Linked DNA regions of Mus musculus: all the other regions are linked to region 1. The links are chromatin contacts, called in public Hi-C, HiChIP or PLAC-seq and promoter capture Hi-C maps. All regions are on one chromosome and are shown on one strand. Each heading gives the region's core, a stretch centred on a gene start, on an enhancer-like site or on the middle of the called end of the contact. The rest is flanking DNA. Distances are from core to core; before and after follow the strand shown.

Region 1 (5,092 bases), core at 1,346-3,845:
CCCCTAACCCTGGCTTTTAAAAATGTATTAACTCTTCTTACTCCTCTGCTTCTCTGCCTTCTGACTAAGAGTAAGTGAAAAATGTACAGGGTGGTGTGGGAGCACACCTTTCATCCCAGCAGAGAAAGGCAGGCAGATCAAGGCCAGTAGAACTACACAGAGAAACCTTGTCTCAAAAAACAAAACAAAACAAAACAAAAACAAAAAAAACAAAAAACAAAAAAAACACACACACAATGAAAAAGAGTAAAATGCCTTAACTTTAAATGGGAGAACTTTATGGTATTTGCATTATATTTCAAGTTTAAGTCTAAAATGTGTTAAGCTGGGCCAATGTGTGATTAGTAATGATTAATTAGTTCGTTATAAGAGTATCCTCACAGTCCCTCATTCCTTAGGTAAAGTGACTGTTTGGGAGAGCCGCTCATTGGTTAATACATTAATCTCAGGAGAGAGTTGTATTACAAACACAGAGACAGCCTTCAAAGAAGCGTTCTTTCTCTCCATTTTTGCACTTGAATTTTGTTAGGTAAAATTCTACACCATGGTGTGTGGGAGAAAAGCTTTTTAATGTAGGGCCTGCCTTGAAGTAGTATATCAGGTTTCTTGGGGTCAGGGGGTGTCATCTAGGGTCCAAACTTTAAGCAAGGGGAAAATAATCTGGTGTGAAAAGATGGGGTCAGTTCTAGAGAAATCTCCGGTCTATCATGAAATAATCACAGACCTCTTATCTCTGCTACCCACAAACTGGACCATACTCATGGTGGCACTTCCGCCTGATACTTGCGAAGACAGATGCTTTGCCATAACCGCCGAAGTTTCTGGAAAGCTGCCCACTGACGCAAATTAGAAAGCCATTCAGGTATCCACCTGGATGAAGTTAAGCGCCACGTCCAGGGCTGCCCCCCCCCCCCCCCCCGCCCAACCCTCCCAGTATAGGAAAAAGGGTCGAGGAAGGAGGCGAGCGGGAACGCCCGATCTGGTCTAGGCCCTTCACAGCGCAGCCGGGTTTCAGGGAGCCGCCCCTTCTCGGGCAAGAGCCCAGCCCCACCCGCCCACACCCGGGGCCGCGACCCCAGGGGAGGAGCGGGGGCAGCCAGCGACCCTGCCGCGGCGTACGCAGGCGCCGCCGCTGCCACCGTCGCCGCCGCCGCTCGGGTCCGGCCTCCCCCCCCGGAGCAATAGGCTATCGATTCAGCTGCCTGTCGCTAGGAGCCCCGAGAGAGCAAGGCCTACACCGCCCGGCCGGAGCCCCGGCCTCGATTGCACCACTTTCCCCCACCCCAGCGGGGAGACCCTGGAGGCAAGTAGGCCCAGCTGAACCGGGTGGGGGAGGAGGCGAGCAGCCCTGCAACAGGAGCCGCGCGGGTGAAGGGGGTCCTGGAGCCCGCCTCCCGCCAGTAGGTCTCCCGGGGGGTCCTCCTGAAGCCCTGCCTCCCGAACAGCGCATCCAAGTTCAGGCTGGTTGGTGTCCCTAGGTCGCTAGAGCCCTCGCCACTCTCGGAACCATAATAAAAACAAGACGCTGAAGAGGCTACCACTGCGTGCTGGGAGATGGGATTGGGCCCTGAGAGAGCCAGGGGGAGGGGACGCCTCTCTGCTACCCGTCACCACCCGCCCGACCCCGCTGGCCCCACGGTGTCCGGCTCTGTCACCGCCGGCCTCCGGCTCCGAGGCCCCTTTTCTCCATGACACCGAGGACTGGGGCTCGAGCTTCGCCTGGCCTTTGGCGAGCCTTGGTCTCCCCCCCCCCCCCGGCCAGCCCTCCCCCCAGTGCCCCCCGCACCTTTTAAACTACGCAGAGGAAGAGTTTGCCAACCAACTTAGTCAAACCGTAACCTCGTCCCCCTCCCCGACCCACACTGGTGGGGCAGGCATCTGGAGGGACCACTTTGCACTTGGGATAAAGCACATTAAAGACCTGTCAACCATTTTAGGTCTTTTTTTATATATATAGAAGACATCCTCCTCTCCTTCCCCTTCTTCCTTCCCTCCCCCCTCCCTTCCTCCCTCCCCCTGCAATGGTATTAATTTCACACCAAATCTTCCCACCGCTGGAGAGGGGTTGAGAAGGGCGGGGGTGGGGACGCAGGGCAGCAGGAGGGTGGCGGGGAAGGGGAAGGGGCAGCTGGAAGGGGAGCGGGAGGCGCGGGGAGGGGAAGGAAGGGGGTTGATTTACCTGAGACCAGCCACTGGCCTCCATTGTTGGAGAATTCAATGGCATTGACACAGCCGAAGTGGCCGAGAAGGTCCTTCTTGTAGAGGTTTCTGCAGCCCCGCAGGCGTCTCCTCTGAAAGTCCTGAGTGAGCAGGGGGTCCCCATGCAAGCCCCGCTGGGACAAGAAGCCCACCACTGACCTCATGCTGCCCCCCAGGCCAGCTCTCCTCTTCATGCTGGAACCGCCGCCGCCACCGCCGCTGCAGCTCGCGCCGCCGCCCCTCCCTCGGCCGCACGCCGGGCCGCCGCTCCCCTCCCGTCCCGTCCCTCCCCGCGCGCAGCGAGCCGGAGGCTTCTTTAACCAGCCATGGCAGACGGAGCGAGGTGTGCAGACGGTCGGTCGGCGGCGTTCGCGGCTTCCTCACGGTCGCGTCCCTCCCTCCCCTTCCCCCCTAGGCTCCGCCTCCCTGCCGCCTCCAGCAGCTGATCCCCAGCTGCGGTCGCGCTTCCGCGGTGCGGGGCTCTTCCGCCGGCCGCCGGGCCGGAGAACGCGGGCGCCAGCTGCCCCTCCCCCGCGGACGGCTGCCCGGAGATGGCGGGCGGCGGCTTGCAGCGGCCGCTGACCGCGCCGAACCACGGTTGGCTCAGGATGGCGGCGACGGGGCACCCCCGGCACGCCGCACTCTGAAGTTGGACACGCGTAACAATCAGAGTGGCAGCCGGCCTGCGGGCTCACCCTCCTTCCCTGGAGGGACAGCGGCTCGCCCAGCGCTGCTCGCTGCCTCCTGGGGCGCCCAGTTCCCTGTTCAAGTGAGGGAACCCACGATTGGACTGGACGTCTGGAAGGAGGTTGTCTGTGGGGTTTTATCGGTGCACCTGCCCTTTCCAAAAATGTTGATACACCCTTCTATTCTCCAATTCAGTTTTCTAATTGACACTCACCACCACCCCCACCACCACCCCCAGCCTATCGGTTTAAAAAAAAAGGCAGAATTATTCAAGCTGATAGGACACTTGGGTTTAGGGGGTTGCGGAGAGGTGAAAAGAGAATTGAGCTGATATAGTAGCCATATAGTAGAGCGTATGCTTTTTGCATTCTTCAAGTTCTGGGTTCAATCTCTAGCACTAACAATCCCCACCCCCCACTCCCAAAAGAAAGTGAGAAGAAAATTGCCAAAATCAAATTGAGAAGGTCCTCTGTCCATTGGTTCCAGATGCATTTGCAAGCCACAAGAAACATTATGAAACGTAGCAGTATCTTATTTCATTGGTAGGGGTGAGGCCAAAGGTCTTGAGAATGGAGGCCTGGAGATGCACAGCTGTTAACCAGCAGCCACAGTATAGTCCAGAAGTAGCTGCCTTTCAATAGTGCAGGAGTCCTCAGTTGAGTTGACCTCAGTGAGGAAACTGGGTAAGTGCACTGGAATTTTACCAGGTAAAGTTGAAAGTCCCCTTTTCAATGGAGTGCTTTTCCAGGAAACTATCCTCTATCATTAGTGGTAATTAACTAACCTGAAATAGGCAGGTGTCAGGTTTGCCCTTTCAGTTTAACACGAATTACAATCTCAGGACCAGAGATGGCACAGGAGTGGTTAAATACAACCATAGGTGAAAGATGAACTAAAGAAATTCTTAAGATAAAGATGGGGAATGAGGAAGAGGTTCACCTGTCAAGCAAAATTATTTTTTTGCAAGTAGTTAATTCAAAAGTTCATATAACAACATTCTAAATTTATTAGAAGGTCACCAAACCCAAAAATGAGAATTCAAATGGAATATTATCCCTTAAATAAGAAAATGAGGGGCTGGTGAGATGGCTCAGCAGGTAAGAGCACCCGACTGTTCTTCCGAAGGTCCTGAGTTCAAATCCCAGCAACCACATGTTGGCTCACAACCATCCGTAACAAGATCTGACTCCCTCTTCTGGTGTGTCTGAAGACAGCTACAGTGTACTTACATATAATAAATAAATAAATAAATCTTTAAAAAAAAAAAAAAAAAGAAAATGAGTAATGCTTAAAAAAAAAATCCTGTGCACACTGTGGTTTGTACATATAATCCAAGGACTTGGGAAGTGGAGGTGGGAGAATCAGGAGTTCAAGGTCAGCCGATAGGCTATAAGAGACCCTGATCTCAAATAACAGTAGCTGAGTAGTAGCGGCTCATACCGGCGCATACCTTTAATCCAGCAAGAGGCAGGCAAGTCTCTTGAGTCTACCGAGCAAGTTCCAGGACAGCCAGAACTACACAGAGAAACCCTGTCTCAAAAAATAAACAACACAGTAAGTTTTGTTCATTTATTGCAAGGTTTTTCCCATCTCAGTTCCTTTTCTTGGCATGCTCAACTACACATTTAAAAAGCGCCCTTTGGCTCTGTTGTATTAATCAGCCATTATTTATCTCTGCCTTATTTGCTTAGGGTAGGGGAGAGAGGCCTAGTAATGATGTGTCTGAAGTGGCCTTACTGTGTCAACATATGACACACTACTCTCTTCTCTTAAATATATACTTTAATCCACAATTTAAAATATGACTCTTCCCCCCCCCCCAATCCCTGGAAAACTTCAGCCTAAAAATAGTTCAGGATCTGGTCACAAGGTAGCTCAATTCTAGGGCTTTGTGGGAAGTTCCCTAACTGTCCAGTGACCAACTAGAGCAAAGATGAAGGACCACCTAGTCTTTATCCTACAGTTATTCTGGATAGATTTTATTATCTCATTTTGACAAATCTAGGGGTTGAGTTTAGAGCCTGGGCATGCTTTGCAAGTGCTCTAGCACTGAGCTAGGTCCTCAGCATCTCTGAGTAAGCCACAGTGCTCTACCTCTGAGCTAGGTCCTCAGCGTCTCTGAGTTAGCCACATTTCTATAAATAGGTTTTCCAGAGAAAAATTAAAAAGCATTCATTCAGTTCAGCATGAATTTCAGATGAATGGT
Region 2 (5,286 bases), core at 1,073-3,572, 800 kb before region 1:
TGACAAAATGGATTCTCCCACATGCGAGCTGAATAACTTCTGAAAAGTTAGATATTCTGTTGACCTGGGATCTCTGTACCACAGGGTTGATACAATATCATCCCCATAATGTTGTTCCTTCAGGGCAGAAATAAATATGAGAACATTTCAGAAAGTGCTTTGAAGAGCTGTAAAGGTTATTTTATCAGAAGGGTCAGGACATCATTTTTTGTGTAGTACTGTGAATTGTGGAAGTCACTACAGAGACACAGAACCCCTTCTCAGTGCCTTTTATTTAAATACAATGGGTGGAAATACATTTCGAAGGAGGAGAATATTGTGCTTTCAGAAAATATGTTGCTTTTTTGGAGGAAAGTTTTACTCTTTTTTGTTTGTTTGGTTGGTTTGGTTTGGTTTTTTTGTTTGTTTGTTTGTTTTGGTTTGTTTTTGTTTTTTTGAGGCAGGGTTTCTCTGTGTAGCTCTGGCTGTCCTGGAACTCACTCTGTAGACCAGGCTGGCTTCGAACTCAGAAATCCACTTGCCTCTGCCCCCCAAGTGCTGGGATTAAAGGCTTATGCCACCACGCCCAGCTGGTTTTACTCTTTTGATTGTGAATTCTAAGGATGAACAATCCAGCTGATTTGGTTCCCCATAGTCCCCCTAACAAGAGGAACGCCATGGCAACCAAAAATATTAGAGATATACCTCAATTTAGGCAACTTGAATAAGACAAAAGCATTTAGTATTGTATGAAAAAAAAATCTATGCAAGTCTAGGAATGTAATTTAATGTGGTCACATTTAACACGAAGGGTTATGACAGAGAGAGCATGGTGGCCAGTGGGAAATTCAAAGAAAGAATGGGTCTCCTATGCCAAGGCAGTAGACACAGAGTGAGATGAGTGATTTCTCTTATTTATGAAAGGAAAACTTGAAGATCAGATTAATGTCATTTCCTAAAATTCAATTTACATCTAATAAAGTGCATAGCTTAATGAATTTCGGAGAATATGTATACCTAACAGAGATCCTATAACCTAGCACGTTTCCCTGAGCAACTCTGTAGTCGGTCGTCCCCCTCCTTGGCCCTGGGCAAACATGGATCAACTGTTTTGCTAAGGTTTCATTTTAATTTATAGTTTGGTCAACAAGATCGAAATAATGAGAGTTGAACATCATCAAAATTTGAGATTCAGATCTTACATCTGCTAGAACAATTCCAGAAACTTCTGAGCCTTACTGTTTTCATGCATCTGTGGAGATGATATCTATTTTTCTATCTTATAAATCCATCATGAAAAATCCAAAGAAGTCATAGAAGAGAAATAGTTATGTACAGTCCAAGTAACTATTTAGAAAATATTGGTTTCACTTAGAAGAGTGGTACTTGCAGACTTTAGTCCTGTAGTGAGATGCTGCCATCCTCTCATCGTGCCCACACAGATCCTTGAAGGCTGGTCCTCAAGGATGGAGATGAAGTTATATTTTGAAATATTTGGCTTAAGGGTTCAGAATTCAGTCTTCTGCCTCTAGCTGACAATATAGATGAACAATTCACTTGGCTGGTGTTTCTCAGTTAACACAGATCACTTACTTTACTTTGGATATAACCTATAATGTAAAATGTTCTCAATGGCTCTGGCTCTGACTCTGTCATGCTGGTCATACTCGAATGATTTATGTCATGCTCAAGCACCCACTGAACTTGTCAGCTTTGTGGTTTCCATTTTTCTTTGGATAAATCTGAATTTTTCAGTTAAGATGCTCCTCTATAGTATGTCAGCTGATGTGTAAGTCACTGCTGTTTGAACAATTGACTTACCTATCATTTTTATTGGAATGGAGCAGAGGGACTAACCAAGCTTCTGATAGAATTCTATTTGTTTTCCTTGGGGGAAAAAGAAAGAAAGAAAGAAAGAAAGAAAGAAAGAAAGAAAGAAAGAAAGAAAGAAAGAAAGAAAGAAAGGAAGGAGAGAAGAGAAGAGAAGAGAAGAGAAGAGAAGAGAAGAGAAGAGAAGAGAAGAGAAGAGAAGAGAAGAGAAGAGAAGAGAAAGAATTTCCTAATAGCTAGAGAGACCAGGTCACTTATATCTTCCTTGTCTGTGAGGTATTTCTGACATTTTATAGGCAAACCTACAAAAAGGTTCAGATCTCACTTTTAAAAACTGAGGTAATAGATTGTGTATACACACACACACTGTTGCTGCCGTTTGCCTCTGTGTACCCATGGATATCATTGTGTGGATTGTGCATTTTCAAAAAAGAACTGGCCGTCAGCACGACATTCTCACTTCCCCTGTGTACATTTTGTAGCTTCCCCACAGGGAAGCGAAACTGGTGGTGGTTGGAAGAGATTGACTCTGTTGAAGTGGATTCTGCCAAGTGGCTGTTTATAGATAACCTTTGTCTTAGGGTAATAATAGCAGGATCTACAGAATTCCAGCAGGCATCTGAAAAACAGCCCGTCACTATCAGAATCCTAAAGCACTGGCTTTGGACATATATTCACTTAAGATGGTGATGAGCCAGGAATCAGGAGAGCCTGGTTGGGCTGTGTGTGTGTGTGTGTGTGTGTGTGTGTGTGTGTGCATGCGCATGCACATGTGCAGCTTTGTGTCACTGTTGATATTTTCCTTCTTGTGGTTTATCTTCTGTGTAGAACTTTCACATCAATCGTCAAAGGCCCATTGCATCTTTAACTTTTGCAATATTCACGTTTCCATCCTTGCTCTGTAGAGATGCGTTAAGTACTTGCTCGTTAAAAGAGTTAGGCCATTACCCGGCCTGGAATGATCTGGATTCTATTTGGGCACTTCCAGAGAGAGGGCAGTATTCTGTCTGTACCATCCTCACGATTAGGATCCATCTGGAGCAGGTGCAGTCCCATCAGACCTTTGTGGGCCGTTCTCTACTATGCTGCTCGGACTTCAGCGCCGAGCTCTCTGTAGTTCTCTCAACTCTTAGGAGCCTCTTATTTTTCTCAAACTCAGTATTAGACACTCATGAATATTTTAAGCAGGTTACACAGGACACAAAAGCTGTACCTTTATGGGCAGGACTTTATATTTCAGACCAAACATATTCTAAAACATAACTCAGATAGTGCCAGTGTTCTCTTCAAACCCATCCCTGGTTTCTTACCATCCTAAAACCAAACTCTAAGTCAGTGTCATCGGAGCCAGGGTGCTGACTCTGCCCCACCCGTTTCATTGACCCTGATCCTTGATCACTAGCCTGCAGCACCGTGGTCTTTGGGTACCGAGATGATCACAAGCCTGTTTCTCCCAGGATCCTTACGTTCATCTTCCTGGCTGGGATTCTACCATGAATTCCCTGGAAACTCAGGACTGCCCCTCAGAACTCAGCCTAAATGGCTTCTCTTGGTAGCAGCCACCCATCGTTCTTCATGTTCAGTGCTTTCTTTATTCAGAACCCCCAATCTATCTGAAACTCTCCTGCCCTCCTCCTGGTTTCCTTATTATTGCTAGACGCTGATTGAGGACCCACTCTTCAAGGGCAGACCATTCTTTGTTTGACCTGTTCTCTATTGCAGTCTCCTAACCCAGAAGCTTGTCTAATCCCCAACCACATCTGGACTCATTGAGGATTAGATCTGAAGGCATTTACCTTGCCCTCCATCCCTATTCCTTCCCCTCCCCTCCTCATATGCTGAAATGTGTGGTCTAGGACTGAAGCACATGTCTTGGATCAAGGTTTTCGGTTCACTTGTTCCCTTAATCGGAAGCGTCTGGTCCTGCACAGCTGCAGCCCGGAAACAGCATCACTCACCTTTTCCCCAGGGCTTGACAGGTAAGCCAAAGTAGACATGTATTAAAAGACCAAGTAATACTGTATTATATCCTTGCCAATAAAGTTTCACCACTGTACTTCAATCACCAACTAGACGCTTCTGCTTCTTCAAGGCCCTTACTTTGTGGTGTGCCCATCTAAGAGAGGCTCCACGGATGTGTCGTTGGACCTTAAATGCACTTATGATCCAGAAGGGGAAAATGGCTAAACCCAGGGCCATTGGTAGGGGAAGCTAGGCAACAAAACTCAGTGTTGGGTCCTATTTCTTCCTCATTAGAAAGTCTGGAACAGAAGGTTAAGTGCTTTTCCCGTGTGGAGGAAAAGTTTACCTCTGCAGCCTCCCACAGTCCTTCCCTGATGCCCCTCACAGATCACCCAGCTCTAGCTGCAAGATGGTCAGGGCTTTGTGTACCTATGGTCACGTAGTGTAGTAGTAGTGGAAAGCTTGTGCCCTGGGCTGGATCCCAGTGTGGCTGTGTGTCTTCAGAGAATGATTTAACCTTTCTGACATTCACTTCTCTTATCTGTAAAGTGAAGATGTACGGTGGAGATCAAAAGCGATAGAGGCAATGTAACTCTGGTTAAGAAAGTTGTCTTCATGTTTCATAGGTCTGGCTGGATTCAGGTACTGAGTCCAAGCTCCGACTCTCTTGTTGTCTTATCTTTATAAACTTTTAAGCTCACTTTTCCTCACCTGTCACACAGGTGTGATAGTATGGGTACGATCACCGAAAGTGATCAAACAGGGATCTCTACATCACTTAATAAGGAAATGACAGAGGCAAACTGGCCATTGAAATGGTGCTTGAGGTAGTGTGCTGAGGACCCTGACGTGAGGGAAGTGCCGGAGTAGGAGACTGCCTGTTAGGAAGTCTAACAAGGCTCTACCCTTGATCAAACTTTGACAGAGCGCTTCCTCCTCACTTCATCCAAATATGCACAGTATTTTTAATTGTAGTTTTCATCAAAGTAAAATATGTATGTTGTTTCACAAGTTTAGTGAGAGTATAATTCTTAACCCAAAGCAACAGTTCCCTTCCCTCCCCCTCCTTCTTGCTTCTTCCTCTCTGGAAGTTGGCATAGTTGCCTCTCTGGAAGCTGCCTCAGTTGAGGGCTCCACTGGCGAGCTTCTCATGTCCAACAGACACGCTGGAGCTAGCCTTTGTTTTCCTGTTTTAGATGTTATCTGAACAGAAGATGGATACTGGGCTTTTACGCCTTTCTCTCTTGGTGACACTTTTAATATACCCTGGTTGTTATCTGTTTTAAAAATTTTAACTATTGATTTATATTGAATTTTATATGTGTGAGTGCCTTGCCTGCATGTATGTCTGTCTGTGTACACCATGCATGCATGGTGCCCAGAGAGGCCAGAAGAGGGGGTCAGATACCCTGGAATTGAAGTGACAGATGGTTGTGAGCCACCATGTGGGTGCTGAGAATTAAACCCAAGTCCTCTTGAAGAGCATCCAGTGCTCTTAACTGCTGAGCCATTACT
Region 3 (5,343 bases), core at 1,873-4,372, 990 kb before region 1:
TAGGTCTTGGAGTCTATTGATACCACCTCTGACTCCACTGGTTAAACCTCTACCCGAATGTGTTTACTTACAGTAAAAACCAGGGTCTGTGCCGGACTGGCTGTTTCACTGATGGGCTTTCACCAAGGTACCTAGATGGGCAAGGCCTCTCTGCATCCTTGGCGACTCTCTCAGGCAGGGACCTGGAAGAGCCATTCTTCTCTTGGTGTATTTATTTCTAATGTTTAAAATAAAATGTTGTTTCATTTGTTCATTCATTCATCATTCATTCATTCTGTGTGTGTGTGTGTGTGTGTGTGTGTGTGTGCGCGCGCGCGCTCGCGTGCATGCGTGTGTTTGTATGTGTAGCTTGTGTATGTAGGTTAAAGGACTACTTGCAGAGTTGGTACTTTATTCTGCTATATGGTTTCGGGTGATTGAGGTCATCTGGCCACAAGGACCTTTCCCCATTGAACTATCTTGAAGGCCCTCTTTCTAATATTTATCCATGTAAATACAATGCAGTTGAAATAATGCTAAATGAACTTTCTTTTCCTGCTAAGTTTTTCTAGCATTTTTGGATCTCAGTTCAAGTAATTGGAGTGTTCCATTAAGTATCTTACAAATATCATCTCCTGTCAGGGTGAGACGGGCATTACAAAGTCCTGAGCTTGTGTTTCACTCTGTAAGGGAGTCTTAAGTGCCAGAGAGAAAGCTAGACATTTTTACGAGTTTTTGAGGTTTAATATTAAAGGGGGAAAAGAAAAGAACCAGCCGGGCGGTGGTGGTGCATGCCTTTAATCCCAGCACTCGGGAGGCAGAGGCAGGCGGATTTCTGAGTTCGAGGCTAGCCTGGTCTACAAAGTGAGTTCCAGGACAGCCAGGGCTACACAGAGAAACCCTGTCTCAAAAACACCAAAAAAAAAAAAAAAAAAAAAAAAAAAAGAAAGAAAGAAAAGAACCATCTTCTTGAGGAATGGAATATTTTCAACTGAACCATTATGTAAAACCATTATGTAAAAAATGTGTTTAGCATGTCAGCACATTTTAATCAGTGTAAAGGCTGCTTTGAAAGTGATAGGGAAATATTTGTCTAGCGTTCAGCCCTCCAGTGCCTAGATACAAGCATACAAGGGAGGAAGTGAGTGTTATAATATTTAGATAGTAACGCTAATCACAGCATTCATTAGGTATTTAATAGAGGCTTGAGTTAGACCTACCTAGAACTTATAAGACAGAAGTCGGTTTGGATTCAGTCACCTGGACACGTGCTAGCTGTTAGACTTTGAGCTGGCCTTATGGGAGTGCGAGAGACACCAGGGTGGATAGAGGTTTCACTGGTCCAGCTGAGGTCTCCAGACCCTCTGCCTTCACATGGCGCTATGGCACGCACATGTATACATTTGCGTCATGGCCACACAGTAATAACGCATGTAATTTTATAAAGTGATAATCGGGTTAGTGTTTAGTCTCTGCTTGCCTTCTGCTGCTTCCAGCATGGTTTTGTTATTTGAAGTGAAAACTTGACTCATTCGGTTCCATTTAGATTTCAATTTTACACTTTAACTCCCATCTTCTGATAATCGTATGTGGGGGCGCATGTGTGTAAAACATCAAAGTGTCTGTGCAAAGAAATGTACCCAGAGAAGGGCCAGCTCCCTTCTTTGCTGTTTCATCCCTGTAACTTCAGTTTCGCTTTTACCCTTCCTGTGCTTGTTTCTCCTCATGGTGTCTAGATTTATGTGAGCATATCCTTGATTTTTGTCTTCGTCTTTACACAGAGTGTTAGTCTGAGATTTTACTTGATAATGTATCTTTAAATTATTTCCTATAAATCCATGGGAGGTTTCTTTTTTCCAATTCTTCTTTATAAAATAATAGTGCTCCACTGTGCAGGACACCATGGAAAGGTGACACTCCCACACCGAGCACCAATCTTGAGCTTATCCCCACCCCCAAATACATTACAAGAAATTAGGAGAATTGGTCGGGTCTCAGTGAGAACAGTAAATTATTAAAATTCCTCTAAACTCAACAAGTTAGGAAAGAACAGATGTTCCTGTCAAGTGAGAAGAGCTGTTCTGCATATGGAGGCACCGGCTTAAGTGATCTGTAATATCGTCTTCATACTTAATGTTAAAAACACAATTGGTGATTCAGATCTGTAACCCCAGCTTGGAGAGGCTGAGATAGGAGCACCACAAGTTCAGAGCTTTCCTGGGCTACTCTGAGTTCAAGACTCCTTAGTACAGTCTTGTCTCAACATAAAAATAAGTTGGGGAAGGGAGGGTTGGGGGGTTGCAGCTGAGATGTAGCTTGGTGGTAGAGCCCTAGGTTCAATCCCAGTTTAAAAAAACAAAACAAAACAAAACAAAACAAAATCAAACTCTTGTCAAATATCCAGTACAGTAAATATGAATACATAAACATTTTATCCTCTTTTAAGGACAATTTTGCCTTTAAGGTTAAAGAATTTTTCCCAAAATGTAAATAGTAAACAATTTAAACTAATGCTATTTATCTGCAGATCAGCAAGAATTATCAGGTTTCTCCAACACTCATTCTTTTGTAAATAAACAAGTAAATACTCTCTCATCCCCAGAATCATTTAATCAAGAGAAGACATGTAATACAGCCAAAAATCAGTAAGCTACACTAGATATAGGAATCTTTAAAAATGAAGGATTTGATTTTTGGCCCTCGTTTGAGTGATCTCACATGTTAAATAAACAGGATGTCAGTACTCAGGAGCCTTAACGTTTCTGGTCAGGTGTTTCTGGGGTTGTGTCTTTGCTGAGTTGTGAGGTGAAGTATTGTGGTCATCCACGACTTAAAAACCCTGCAGATAGAGGGTCATGGCGTCATGTTGTTGCTCAATGCTGGCACTGGCTCTGAAGTCTCGAAACGCCGAGAGATCTTGGAAGCTACACACCATCACTCTGACCAGACCCTGGTGATCCTGTAGATCAGCTTTGACTTGTGTGGAAGAGGACTGCATATGAGCTGGAGACTACCTTCAATGACTTACAAAAGTGCCTTTAAAATATTACCCAAGTGGCTTCCAGGGTTGTCGTTTCTTTCAATTAACAAAGCCTTTTCTTATTTTCCTTTCAGCTCAGTACTAAATCCCAGTGTTTGCTGAGGAAATATTGATTAATTTGAGTGGGGCAGGCTCAAAACCACGAACACTGAATGGCCCTAGATCTGGGTGGGAACTGTTTAAACTTATTTTACAGCACAAGAGATAAGATGACTCTTTAAAAGACAGCAGAGGAAGAAAGAGGAGGGCTTTCAAGAGAAGATGTAAGCCATCATTGGTGACCTTTGACTCTTCCAACATAATCAGCAGACCTGCCTTTCTGAGTTCTAGAGTGTGTTTATGGAAACTTCAGTAAACATGCTTTCAATGCCATTCGCTGACGTTTAAACATACGCTTGCAGCTTTAATGAAGTTTAAAGTTGTGTATAACTTCCTGAAAAGTTTTACAAATTAGTTTGGATATAGGAGATGGGACTTGAAATCAAAATCATGCTATAAAAGTTGGGCAGCCTTAAATTTTTCATCCAACACATAAAACATGTCAAACACGTTTAAAACCACTTGAGAAGGAAGTCTGAATATACTGTCCGTGTAATCTCGAGGGCCTTTCAGAGTCTCTCAGATGTGCTCTGCGTTCTTTTCTCATTGAGTAGAGTCACTGGTGGTTGCTGTATTCATTGTTCTAAAATCAGTAAATGATGCAAAGAAAACCCACTATCTTTTCAACTTAAAAATAGTATTTCCTTTTAGATTTTTGTCAACCAAATCACTTTCAGTTTTCTTTTTCTTTCTTCCCCCACCCCGCTTTGAGACAGAGTCTTGTCTCTCGTGTAGCTCAGCAGACCTCAGACTTGTAACCCTCCTAACCTACACCTCAGGGGCTGGGATTCTACTCACCGTCCCTGGCTCTCATAGGGAAACGTGTGTATGAAAACCAGTGGGACTAAACAAGAGGTGTATGTGTCTTTTAAGACATTGCTGTGTAGCCCACACTAATCTTAAACTTGTAATCCTCCTGCCTCGGCCTCCTGAATACTGAGATTTAGAGGCATGAACTATTATGTTTGGGTTTCAGCAAAAACTTTATGCCTATGTTGTTATGTGGCCTTCAGTTTTACTCACAGTATGCTGAAGGGAGGGTGTTTGCCTCTCAGTGAGATCATTGGAGCAGGTCAGGATTTTTTTTTTTAAACTTAAGTGTGATAAAAAGTACATGACTTGTATTGATCTGTTTTCTTTTATAATAACAGAATATCAGAGGCTTGGTACTAAGTTTAAAAAAAAAACGAAGTTTACTTAGCTAACAGTTTTGAGATTGGCAGCTGAGATCAGATGGCCTGCTGATTTGACTCTGGTGAGCATGTCTCTGGCTGTGTCAAGGTGTGACTAGTTGCCTTAATGGCGGGAATTGTGTAAAAGAGAGAGCTCGTGTGACGACAGGAATTTGGAAAGCATGGAAGGGCCAAGAATGCTGCTTTATAACACTTTCCCAAGAGAACTCATCAAGGTTTCATGATTTTGTTTTGTTTTGTTTTTAATTTGGAGTGCTGGGATGGAACATTACAATTCAGGCCTCAGGCTGCAGTCCACTGACCTCTGAAGAATGTGTGTCTCATAACCATCCCCGTGGTCAATTATAAAACATCTCCATCTTGTCAGAGAATGTCCTTGTGCCTCTGTGATGCAGTCCCCACCCTGTCCCCAGACAACAATAGGATCCTTCTTGATCACAGGAGGATAGTTTTGTAAGTTTTAGAATCCCAAGTGAATGGACTCAATGGTATATATCCTTTTGTGTCTGGCTTCTGCTCTGTTCGGGGATAATTTGTGGCATGTCTGAGTTGTTTGTTCATCTTTTTAAAAAGATCCCTGCATAGTACACTCTGTACAAACAGGCTGTCATTTATTGCCTTATGTACTAACAGACATTCTGCTCATCTTTATTTTGGAATTACAGATAAAGGGTTCTTAATTTGTGAGTGTCTTTCATAAATGCAAGCTTTAATTGCTTCAGTGAATACTTGGAAGTATGTTGCTGGGTCTATGGTGAATTATAGTCAATTTACCAGCAAGTGATGAGCTGTTGGCAGTGGTCACTCTGTTGCTGACTAATGCTGTGCGCCCTGTTGCCATTCTTTTATCTTTTTTTAATTCTAGTGTGTGCAAAGCAACATCTCATTGAGTTTTAACATGTGTTTTATTATTGACTGATAACATTGAAACAACCTTTTTCTGTATGTAAGACCTTTTAGGCTTTTTGGTGTGAAGTTCCAAAGCTTTGGCTGGCTTGGGTTATCATATTTGAAATCATCCCTAGATATCAC
Region 4 (4,994 bases), core at 1,429-3,928, 840 kb before region 1:
ACAAAAGGTATTCAATTCTACGACAATCTTGTACAGGTTTTCTCATTCAGTAGAGCATATGTTGTGTTAGTTTAGGCTTTTTGTTTGAAAGTTTAAAAAAAAAAAAAAAGACTCACCTTGGCTGACTTAGCAGCAAAAGAATAACACTGAATGGATCTGGAGCAATTCCTACTACTAGGATGAATCAAATCCAGATGTTTTCTACCTAAGTTATTTAGATTCTCAAGAAAGCGTTTGAGTGGCTGGCTTGGATTATAAACCTACCTCTTAGACAGTAAATGGCCTCATAATCTTCCAAGATATTCTTACCAGCACTGACCACAATGAATATAGACACCAAAGCCCAGACTAGAATCTTCTCACCTGAAGAAAGATGAAGACACTTGATTCCCACTGTGGAGTTCTGCAGTGAGGAGAAAATTCAGCCTTTTGGAGCCAGTGGTTGTACAGAGGCTCCGTCTCCTTAGCAACTGCCTAAATCCTCATCAGTATAGGGATTCTTGGTTGTGATTTAGTGTCCTTTGCCTACATTGCAACTTGACACTATAGATCAACAATGAACAACATGTATTGTTGGTCATCAGTTATCTGGAATAAAATAAATGCTGTAAATTCTCTGAATATGATTTAACAACCACCATTATCATATATAGAAGGCCAGTCATCAGAGGCAAATAGTCAAAAGCCCGACCCAGTTCGTGTCTCACTTTGGAGTTGTGTAGAATGATAGAATTTGAGGGCTTTGACTAAGTAAGAGACTAACTTCAAAAGAATTGAGTGAGGATCTTTCTGCTTCTATGGGCTGGAGGATTTTGACCAGAAGCCGGGTTGTGGATGGCAGATTCTAATAATAGAGCAGGTTTAAGAGGTGACGCACTGATTTGGAATGCCTTCTCATCTGTGTTTGCTTAGGACTGAATGGCCTCTCTCGTGCTTCCTTTCCAAGCAGAGGACCAGCTGGGTCTCACTTTTTTTCTCTTAACCTTTGCTCCTGACTTGTCTTTTCCCTAACCACTCTGCTTTCCTTCCCCTGACTTCTGTTTTCTCTCTATTAAATCATTTCTCTATATTTAACTCCTGCGACTTTTTCCCCTTTGTTTATTGCTTATTCGGTAACTTCAGATCTTTTCCCCAAAGTTCCCTTTCTTTTTCCTCCTCTAAGCCACCAGCATACCATCCCCCCCACCCCCCCCCCACACCAAGCTCCTTATTTCTTTACTGCAAATCCCCAGTGTGTTTACTGACCTGTGTGCCAAAAGGAAAATTCCCAGGCCACCTCCATGCCAATGCAATGAAAATCAGCAGCTGCCATTGCTCAACAAGGTCCTTGTGACCTATAAATCAATGGCTAAGAGCCCTTGCAGTGAACGGTGGCATGTGTGTGTTTATGTGACTATGTGAGATACATGACAGTGTTTGCTGCTTTGGGGAAAGAACCTGAATCTTTTCTGATAAGTAAGAGAATTAAGCAGAAATTTTTGCCTAAATCTTTTGGGGTTATTGTTGTTGTGTTAGTGGATGAGAGCCTAAGAAGTTGTATAAGAGAAATGAATGACATTAAAGAGAGAAACAGACACACAAGACCAAGAAATAATCAAGTCTAGAACATCTTACTGACACACTATTGATAGCACACTCACAGTAAACATCATCGATGCCTTGATAGGGCAGAAAGATCTGGAAATAAAAACCCCAGCGATTCATCTGTTTAAACAAAAGAAAGGAGATAATGTGGAGAGGCAGTGAAATGGAGGCTGAGATGAGATGTGAGTATTGAAGACACACACATGAGAAAGCCACTAGGCCCTACCCCAGTGTAGCATTGCAGGTAAGAGAGAAACCGGAAAGCACACTTGCCCTGCTCAGACACACTATCTGCAGCACATTAAGCATCTAAAAGTTAATGATACCAGAATAGTATCTTCAAAAAAAACCAAAATCGTAAAACAGAAATTAAGGCCCCAGTAAAACATTTGGGAGAATTTGAATAGATGTAGCAGGGAACCAGAAAATAATTCAAAACTTCAACTGGAAAAGTGATTTTAAGTTGTGCCTGCTATGTAACAACTGGCAAAAAGAGAGAAGGGAAAGGGAGGGAGGAAGAGAGGGAGGGAGGAAAGGGAAGGGAAGGGAAGGGAAGGGAAGGGAAGGGAAGGGAAGGGAAGGGAAGGGAAGGGAAGGGAAGGGAAGGGAAGGGAAGAAGGGAAGGGAAGGGAAGGGAAGGGAAGGGAAGGGAAGGGAAGGGAAGGGAAGGTAAGGGAAGGGAAGGGAAGGGAAGGAAAAGAGAAGAAAAGCAAGATGGTGCTGTATTTCCTGAGTTGTGAAACCAACCTGTCCTGACAGAAGAAGAGAACCGCCCCACACAAACACACACACGTACACACACCCCGACTGATGGCCAAGCACAGTGTGTGTACGTCTAATTTCAACCTCACAGTTAAAAGTGAAGCCAGGGACTGAGAATACTATCCACTGAGAGAAAAAAAGCAGAGGGGATTTTCTGAGCCAGATCCAAAATCATAAGGCTCAGGGGGAATTACTTTGATTTTGTCAAGTCAGAGCACATAGCCAAAGGCAGCAGACATGGGATATTGTCAGAGGTAAATCACCCGGCTAGGCCTGCTCTGTCTTATTGCAAGGTCAGAGGAGCACGGCGAGCCGGCCAAATGTTTCCAACCATGGAAATCCCCTAACTTTCCAACTGCTACAGTCCCACAGCTCCGAGGCTTTACTCACAGCAGGGCTCTGTTCCAGCTTTCAAAGCTCTCCAAGTTGATTAATCATTTTCTTGTTCTGACTCATTCAGGCTTCTAGAAAAAAATAGCTAAAGGTACTAGATGGGCTGGGTGGATCAGGGAGGTCAGATAAATTGGCTTGATGTTAGTCTATACAAAAACCTAGAAGAAATCGCCAAAAGTCTTTCGGCCTACCATCCTCCAGTGCTATGTATGGTTTGGGGCCAAAGGCCATTGGCTCGTTCCATGTGTTTAAAGCAGAATATTTCTGTGTGCATTAGCAAACTTGGGTATGCGAGCATTCATTTCTTAATGTTAAGGTAAGTTATTATAGGCTAGTAACTTAGAATTAGGATTCCATTTGTATCTATGCAGATGGACTGTGGACCCATGTATAAGCCTCTAACACCGACAATGTCAAACACATATACAGTGTTTATTATTTATCAGGCACTGTGTGCTTTTACCAAGAGACAAGTTTACAGCACTGAAAGGTCAATTTTGATCATCTTAGCCAAGGCCATACATAATGATTATATTATTTGGTCTGGCTAATATTCCCCACCATGAAGCTTATATTTTAAAAAATAAATTGTTTTAGTTTATGATTATATTGAGTCATACTGGAATGTCTGCTTCTTTGCTTTTGTAACACATTAATCTCTGGGCTTATTCATTGAGTTCATAGACGCTTATTACGCACCTGAGTGTACTAGTCATCAGAGAGAAAATTGTAAATCCTAAGATGCCACCTCAGACCTGAGGACATACACTGTGCTAGTGCCTTTTAACTAAGCAAACAAAACACATGGAGAAACACAGAGCATGAAACAACTATTTCTGCAAAGAAAAGGAGACAGTAGAATTGGGAATTTATGAAAAATCTGAATTTTCCGAGTGTTAAGGTTGGAAGGAACAGCACCATCATAGGGAATGGTTTGTATGAATGCTGAAATGTTTGAAATGGCATAGCATGCTGGAAATAGAAAAATAATCGTAGAGTCATGGTGGGGAGCTGAGTGGGTTAAATTAAACGGAGATGGTGATGGGCCTTGGGTAGAATACTCAGAGTTGCAGAAGAGCTCATGGTAGTTTAAAAGAAAGACAACAACTTTATTGGATTATGTTTCAGAAAAAGAACTCTGAAGATAATGTGGAATAGGTCTAAAGGGGAGCAGAGGCCAGACAGAAAGCGTCTGTGTGTCCCCTGAGGGGTAGCAGCAGTGGGAAAGGAGAACAAGATCCAACACGGATTCAGAAAGTACAGAGGGGAGACTGCAGTGGGGAATTGAGAACAGACCATGATGTTTGGGTAATCCCTGGGTTAAGGATGCGGTGCCTAGGTGAAGCTAAATGCCATCAACAAAAAAATCCTGAAGGAAACAGTCACAGAGAGTGTGTTGAGATCACTTGGTAACACGTTCAGTTTAAATGATGGCACAGATTCAAGAGAAGACATTGAGGTCCCCTTGGTAACCATACCAAGATCAAGAGAATGAAATCCCTAAAACACGTGAACCAGGACAGCTTGATCGGACAACAGAGCATAAAGCCACCTAAGACCGCAGATTATAATCAGTAAGACTGCTATCAAGGGCCCTTCATGCTGTGGGAGAGTTTGGGGAAGTGCAAATGGGGATACTTTTTACTTTATACCTTTGGATCCTGTTCTTTCCCTACACATGACTAACGGCCTTTGTAAAGAGGCTTAAAAGTCTCTGTCAAAGGCTAGTAGGCTACCGACCCCTTTCTAGGCTGTTATCTTGAAGTCTGTTTTAGGGAACCGTTGGGGGCCATCCCCTCAAACACATAAACGCATGCTTTGCTTAGCTTTCCCCCATTGACCTGCACTCCCAACTGCTGGTGCCATATAGATTTGCAGACATCTGTGCCCCTTAACTAATTGCAGCAATCTGTTCTGTACATCTCTGAGAAAGCACACAAATTGATTCCCCAGCAATGTCCATATCCAAGGACACCTGTATGACCCCCCCTCCCCCCATCAAATCAGCTGCCCCTTCACCTTGTGTTCGCCTGCTATTTCCATTATGGGGCTAGTAATAGATCAGCCTCAAAAGTCCCTGTCCTGGGAAATTTCTTCATAAGAGAGTTACTGGAAACAATATTTTGGCTGTGGAGCCAACTTGTGGGTTTAAATATCTTCCAGCCGGCAGAACACCTGGATTTAAGTGTCTAGTCCCTTCTGACTCTGAAGAATGAGCTGTACCTTAAATTGAAGCTCATAAGCACATTGGGAAA

Evidence for each region. Promoter capture Hi-C pulls out the DNA fragments that hold promoters and counts their contacts. Hi-C and Micro-C count contacts between places; a contact is called where the count stands out from the background. HiChIP or PLAC-seq counts read pairs in DNA pulled down with a chosen protein or histone mark.
Region 2: a contact with region 1 is called in a Hi-C map of B cells, with 10 read pairs. The contact joins the enhancer-like site here to the promoter of Dcaf5 in region 1. A contact is called at or near these places in 2 of 39 promoter capture datasets (pre-B cells and stem cell-derived epiblast-like cells), 1 of 484 Hi-C or Micro-C datasets (B cells), 2 of 115 datasets of contacts at active chromatin or transcription factors (memory CD8 T cells and microglia) and 1 of 9 other capture datasets (liver).
Region 3: a contact with region 1 is called in a promoter capture Hi-C map of pre-B cells, with 5 times the contacts expected there. The contact joins the enhancer-like site here to the promoter of Dcaf5 in region 1. A contact is called at or near these places in 5 of 39 promoter capture datasets (the C10 cell line, hippocampal neurons, liver and 1 more) and 1 of 115 datasets of contacts at active chromatin or transcription factors (bone marrow-derived macrophages).
Region 4: an H3K4me3 HiChIP or PLAC-seq map of stem cell-derived neural progenitor cells shows a contact between it and region 1, with 2.9 times the contacts expected there. The contact joins the enhancer-like site here to the promoter of Dcaf5 in region 1. A contact is called at or near these places in 1 of 39 promoter capture datasets (neutrophils), 1 of 484 Hi-C or Micro-C datasets (regulatory T cells) and 4 of 115 datasets of contacts at active chromatin or transcription factors (bone marrow-derived macrophages, kidney, large pre-B cells and 1 more).

What each region holds. Positions count from the first base shown.
Region 1 is chr12:80,434,006-80,439,097 of GRCm38.p6, forward strand. Dcaf5 (DDB1 and CUL4 associated factor 5) reads right to left here and starts at 2,596. Exons shown (of 9, transcript NM_177267.5): 1 at 2,180-2,596. The coding sequence starts at 2,393.
Region 2 is chr12:79,631,374-79,636,659 of GRCm38.p6, forward strand. All of the region lies in intron 7 of Rad51b (RAD51 paralog B), which reads left to right. Among named protein-coding and RNA genes, the nearest start is that of Gm36048, 160 kb to the right of the region's middle. Within about 2 kb of position 2,323, at least 55 of the 459 cell types and tissues checked have an H3K27ac peak or open chromatin away from gene starts, as enhancers often do. A contact at or near this core is called in B cells and microglia, where this site is marked.
Region 3 is chr12:79,438,544-79,443,886 of GRCm38.p6, forward strand. The region is part of intron 7 of Rad51b (RAD51 paralog B); the gene reads left to right. Among named protein-coding and RNA genes, the nearest start is that of Rad51b, 140 kb to the left of the region's middle. Within about 2 kb of position 3,123, at least 49 of the 459 cell types and tissues checked have an H3K27ac peak or open chromatin away from gene starts, as enhancers often do. A contact at or near this core is called in liver and pre-B cells, where this site is marked.
Region 4 is chr12:79,597,798-79,602,791 of GRCm38.p6, forward strand. The region is part of intron 7 of Rad51b (RAD51 paralog B); the gene reads left to right. Among named protein-coding and RNA genes, the nearest start is that of Gm36048, 200 kb to the right of the region's middle. Within about 2 kb of position 2,679, at least 157 of the 459 cell types and tissues checked have an H3K27ac peak or open chromatin away from gene starts, as enhancers often do. A contact at or near this core is called in kidney, regulatory T cells and stem cell-derived neural progenitor cells, where this site is marked.